Linked DNA regions of Hordeum vulgare: region 2 is linked to region 1. The links are chromatin contacts, called in public Hi-C maps. All regions are on one chromosome and are shown on one strand. Each heading gives the region's core, a stretch centred on a gene start, on an enhancer-like site or on the middle of the called end of the contact. The rest is flanking DNA. Distances are from core to core; before and after follow the strand shown.

Region 1 (2,808 bases), core at 107-2,606:
AATTATATTTGTCCAAATCACCAAGATTGTTGTCATGAAGAACATTACCATCATCATAGTGCTCATAATTAGCCTCTACCAATGGTTCATGTTCAATGTTGACCTCTTCGTTAGCCTCATACACACAAGAAAGAGGTTCAATGCTGGCCTCTTCGTTGATGGTTGCAGGAATAGCTTCAACAATCGAAGAGGAAACCCGGTTCAAATCCAACAAGTTAGGAACATTTGTTTTCATGGCAAATAACTCTAGAGCCTTGTCTAGTGATTCGGCCACCGTATCCTTGTATGCAAGCCAACGTTGCTCGGAGTTGACACGCATGGTCTTCCAACGAATGTGCATTCCGAATCCCACATTATGCCTACTAGCAAACTCAACTACATCACTAGGGTCCATCCAATTCAAATCCTTTCGGACTTGTTCCAACAATTCAGCATAGCTAGGACACAAATCGAACACCATGTCAAGCTCATCCGGGTCCGGATCAATATTGCCTTTTAAAAAGGCATCCTTGTCCACGTGATGAACATAAACACATGTTCTTCCCATACCTAAACAACAAAACATGGAACCTTTTTATGAGCAATCATACAATTACAATAACCATAGCCTAACTTCCAAATAACCCTAACCCCCTCATAACCCTAACACAACCAAACATCCCTAACCCTAGCCTAACCATAGCCTAACCCTAGCCTAACCCTAGCCTAACCCTAAAACAACCATAATGCACACATCCAAACAACCCTAATCCTAACCCCATCATACCCCTTATCCTAACATACAAACAAATAAAACAATATGATATACATCCCACATTTCATGAAAAACTAGGGTTTTCTCAAATTTGCAAAAAAAAGAACACAAAAGATTTTCCTTTGGATGAGAATGAGGGGAGAGGTGGGGATTACCTTAGGGGAGTGATTGGACAACAAATGCCCGCTCCAAACCTTGAGATTTGGTGATGTAGAGAAGGATTTGAGGGAGGGGGCAGTGGCTGGGAGAGGGGCTGGGGGAGGGGAATGAGGGAGGGGGTGGGGAGGGGGTGGGGAGGGGGCTGGTCCGTGGCTCTGTAAGTCAGTGTGTGGCGCCTAAGGGTCAGGCGCCACACATTACAATGTGTGACGCCTGAGGCTTAGGCGTCACACTGCCTGGGGGTGGGGCCCTCCCTGCCACGTGGTAGGGGGTGTGGCGCCTAACCCCTAGGCGTCACACAGTACAGTGTGGCGCCGAGGTGTCGGGCGCCACACAAAAGGATCAGGCCGGTGAATTATTTCTCCCGAGGGGTCAATCCGTGAGTTCTTTCGTCCCAGGGGTCATTTTTGTCAATTTTGCCCTGCTTTTCTTCTGCCGCCTGACTTGCTGCTGCCGGCTGTCCAGATTATTGGTCGATTTGCTGCCGCTGCCTCCACGTGATGGACTGCCACGCGCATCGGATCTCGCCATTTTTTCCTCAACAAATCCACACCATCTGCTTCTCGTGATTCGCTCCCGACCGAGCGATCTCTTTTTCCCGATACATCCATCGACCAAGTTGGAATCGACGCGTATGCAAGGCTGGCGAGCTGGCGAGGGCGCGCGAGACCTGCACGGCTGCGCCACCGGCTCCGGCCTCGCGATCACTTAATAAAAAGTACATCGGCGTCGCGATCACTTCGTAGTAAGCAGCCGATCGACCGATGGCTTCCTCCCTTCGCCACTTGGCCTGCCGCAGCTCCCCGGCCGGTGCCGCCGCTTCGCCGACGCCGAGCTTGCTGCGACGCTTCAGCCCCGACTTCTGCGCCCTCGCCGCCCTTCGGCCGATCAGGCCGGCCACCGCCGGCGCCAAACCCCCGAGAGACGCCACGACCTCCACCGAGCAGGAGCAGCAGCTCGCCGCACATTGGCGTGGCGCCTACGACCACGAGCAGCCCTCCACGTCGCCGTCGCCGTCGGTGTCCTTGACGGAGGCGCCGGATCCCGCGGCGCTGCGCGTGGGGATCATCGGGTTCGGCAACTTCGGGCAGTTCATCGCCAGGGGCATCCAGCGGCAGGGCCAAGCCGTGCTGGCCACCTCAAGATCCGACTACTCCGGCTACTGCTCCGCCCACGGGATACGCTTCTTCAGGTGACCAACCATGCCAATCCACGAACCTATCTTTCTTCGATCTATCGGTTGGGAACTTGGGATGCAATTGCAAGGGGATCAATCCATCATGCTGTGAAATGCTGACAACAACAACAACAACAGAAGCTTGGAGGCGCTGTGCGAGGAGCAGCCGGACGTGCTGCTGGTTTGCAGCTCCATCCTCTCCACGGAGTCCGTCGTCCGGGCCATCCCCCTCGCCAAGCTCCGCCCCGACACCATCGTCGCCGACGTGCTCTCCGTCAAGCAGTTCCCCCGCAACCTCCTCCTCGAGGTTCGTAACCTTCAACCTGACCCGTACTTACCATTGATGATCGCACTAGTACCGATAATATTTCTTCTCAAAGTAAGTAGCTGTCTCTAGTTGAAATTTTAAACGAAACGTCTCGTCACACTTTTCAGCGCCTACCGCTAAACGTACTGTACTTTTTTGTGCCGCATTTTTAGCAGTGACGTTGAGTTTGGGGTCCTGCCAAACATACGGGGCCAGCATTGAGTTGCTCAACCGTCCCTCTGTCCGGTGCTCATGACACAACGACTGTACGAACTACCAGTACAGCTGCATTAGTTGAAGGAGTAAAGGGTTGGGCGGTCTTTGCTGCGCCGTTAATGTTCTTGGGTTTTTATAAAAAAAATACTCTCTTTGTATTAAAATATAAGGTATAATTTTTTGAGAAGTCAAATC
Region 2 (3,025 bases), core at 379-2,878, 490 kb after region 1:
GACGCTAGGTGTCCATACATTTCATCTTAATCGTTCCGTCAACATATGATGGAACCCAAAGACCAAATATCGGGATACTATATCTGGCAAGAGACCACTCAGGAAGAGGGACAAGTCCAACGTGTCAGTGTCACCATGTTAGTATAATCACTCACACCACATGCATAACTCGAATTGGCAACAGCAGCATGGTTCGCCTCAAACAATAACATTATGGACATGCTTGAAATAGCATAGCGATTAAATGTTACTGCGCCCATCCCTTGGTTTGATGGGTCCGAAATTATGATACAGTTGAGCAACAATTGCAAAAGGACCCAATCGAACGTTCACCCGGAGTTATGGCATTTTTTGTTGGCGCAGTTCATTTTAAGCCAGAAAATTACCATCCTCGGGAACTAAACTAGCCATAAAAACGTTCGCAATTGCCTTCCGTTCCAGCGAACGTTCGCTGGTTATGATTACCGTTGCAAAATTGATACTACTGCTGCTACCCAAACATTTATCGAATATCTTCTCCCCAAACATCTTAGGTTCATCAAGCAAAATTCTCATGCACGCATATAGCTAGATATGGACCTGTGACTGTGCGACGCATATACCTCTCTCTGAAGAGCCTCGTCGAGCTCTTGCTTGTCGTCTGCCGTGATGTCCTTGGCGTACAGCTGCCTCAGGCAATTACGTATCCTGCATGTACAGAGAGCTCGATTACTCTGTTAATAAGCTTTCGAAATGCAGCAGAAATTACGGTGTTCGTTTCAAGGCAGCCTGGCTGGGCTCAATGGGGTGATGTGAAAGAAATCAACCTGCCGTGCTTCTGGAGGAGCGACCTCCGGATGGACTGCGTGGGGTGGGCGGTGAAGACGAGGTCGACGGTCTGGTTCTTGAGCGCGTCGAACACCTCCTCGCGGGTCTTGCCCAGGTCGGACACCAGCCTCTTGAGCGTCTCCTCGATGTCGGACTCGGTGGTGGCGGAGGCCTCGTCGGCGAAGTCGCCGCGCTTGAGCTTGTTCCTGCGGCGGTTCGCGATCTGCACCTCCTCGGCGAGGTTGGCGAGGTTGAGCATGTGGGAGAAGGAGCTGGCCACGACGATGGCGTCGGCCGGGGCCAGCCCCGTGAGCCTGCCCCCGAGCTCGTCCAGCCGCGCCGCGTCGCGGTCGCCCTCGTACTCCGCCGCCACCTCGTAGCAGTCCTGCACCTGCAGCGAGCGAGCGACGGCCGGCCGGCGAGGTCAGACTCCTTTCATTCCATGCGCGGGACCGGTTCAAAGGTTAATCGATGGTATGGATTGGTACGTACGAACTCGCGGAGGTGTGGGCCGTGGAGGTCCTGGAGGATGTCGAGGAAGCGGTCGATGAGGAGGGCGTCGTACTCGACGAGCTTGTCGTCCTCGGAGACCTTGCCGGGGGCGAGGAGGCGGAGCTGCGCGTCGATGGAGTGGTGCCGTTCCATGGGGGCGGAGGAGGATGACATGTCCTTCGCGGGAAGCGCCGCGCCGAGCCGCGCCGCGCCGAGCAAAGGAGGAGGAAGCGGTGTGTGTGTCTCGCGCTCTCCGTCGGTCGGACGGACGGACAGTGCGTGTATGGCTGCGAGTGTGGATGGGGTGATGGGGCAGTGGTCTGCCGTGGGTGTCTAAATAAGCACCGGACAGTGGTGTATGACCGCTGAGTGTGTGCACGGGAAAAGTACGGCCCTTGGAGGTTGGAAAGGCAGCTTAAAGCGGATGCACGGGCGCCCAAACTAATGAAATTCTCCTTTAAAAAATAATCAAAATGTGAAAGAACAACAAAGTAGGGCTGTGTTCGGCAACCTCTGCTCTTTCACTATAAAGCGGAGCGCGCGGAGCAGCCAGTTAGGACATGTACAATGATTGATAAAATGATCTTATCTTAAATCTTATATTAATTTAGAGATAATAAACAAAGTCTATAATGGATTATCTGTTAGCCTTATCTCCTACTATTAGTTATTCCTAAAAACATGACGAGACATATTGTGTTAAAAGATCACCTCTTGTTTTCTCTTAAATAAGAGAAGGCAAAGCCTTTTTTTCAAGTTCTCTCTCCTCCGCCTCGTCATTTATCCTATGTGGCACTTTTAAGATAGCATCATTATACGTGCCCTTAGCCGCTCTCCGAAATATAACCACTTGCCCCTTGCGGAGCGAAGGAATTTCAAACAACCATTAAATTTGTATGAATGTCTATGTTGTATGTAAAGTGCTACTGTATTTGTTTCAATTTGCTATTAATTTTTGTTGTCTAAATTGGGAACTCTAGTTCATTTTCTAGTCGATATTAGCTAAACCACAACCCATTAGAATTTTGTCTACCACACTATATGGTGGGATAAGTATGGATTTATGGCATTTTCGAGGACAAATGTCTAATTTTCTCCCCCCACACGTACCATTTGTGAACATGTAGATGGACAACAAATAGTTGTTCGACCCCCCCTTCCTTTGACGTGGAGGTGAATGTTGTTGGCATCGAAGTTGTTGTCAGAATCCTTTCTCGTCTTCCTCCTTCTGTAGAACGAGGGGTCGGGAGGCACACTTGTTCTTTGCAAGGGCTTTCGCTCGGGCAGGGTTTCCGGCTTCGCACCAAGAAGACTTAATTCCTTCCTGAAGCACCTTTACCTTCTTCGGGCGACGAGCGATCTAATCTTTTTTTCTTTTTCAAAAGGAGGACAACCCCGGGCCTCTGCATCAAGTGATGCAGACAACCATTTTAGTGAATTATTCAACAAAATCCAACAAAACAAATACATGGATCAACTCAAAGCCACCTTTTTGCAACTACTAATGCTATACCTACAACCTTGATGATGTGTCGTGACCTCACATCAACACACGCCATCTAATCCGATGGTCTCGCCAAGTCACCCGCCAGCAAGCCCAGAGCACCAACCGGTCTAGCTGATTATCTGCGAGCACCGCATGTGCACACTCCATAATCCACTGCCACCATCTTCCGCCGTCCCAACTTAAGGAGAGATCAACGTATCGACCTTGCCAAGCCCAACT

The links. Hi-C and Micro-C count contacts between places; a contact is called where the count stands out from the background.
Region 2: a Hi-C map of leaf shows a contact between it and region 1, with 7 times the contacts expected there. The contact joins the promoter of LOC123409239 here to the promoter of LOC123408896 in region 1. A contact is called at or near these places in 2 of 6 Hi-C or Micro-C datasets (leaf and seedling).

What each region holds. Positions count from the first base shown.
Region 1 is chr7H:459,794,397-459,797,204 of MorexV3_pseudomolecules_assembly, forward strand. LOC123408896 (arogenate dehydrogenase 2, chloroplastic-like) reads left to right here and starts at 1,357. Exons shown (of 7, transcript XM_045101927.1): 1 at 1,357-2,105; 2 at 2,229-2,397. The coding sequence starts at 1,678.
Region 2 is chr7H:460,284,739-460,287,763 of MorexV3_pseudomolecules_assembly, forward strand. It overlaps LOC123409239 (phosphoenolpyruvate carboxylase 1-like), which reads right to left and starts at 1,629. Exons shown (of 10, transcript XM_045102192.1): 1 at 1,300-1,629; 2 at 807-1,198; 3 at 603-687. The coding sequence starts at 1,473.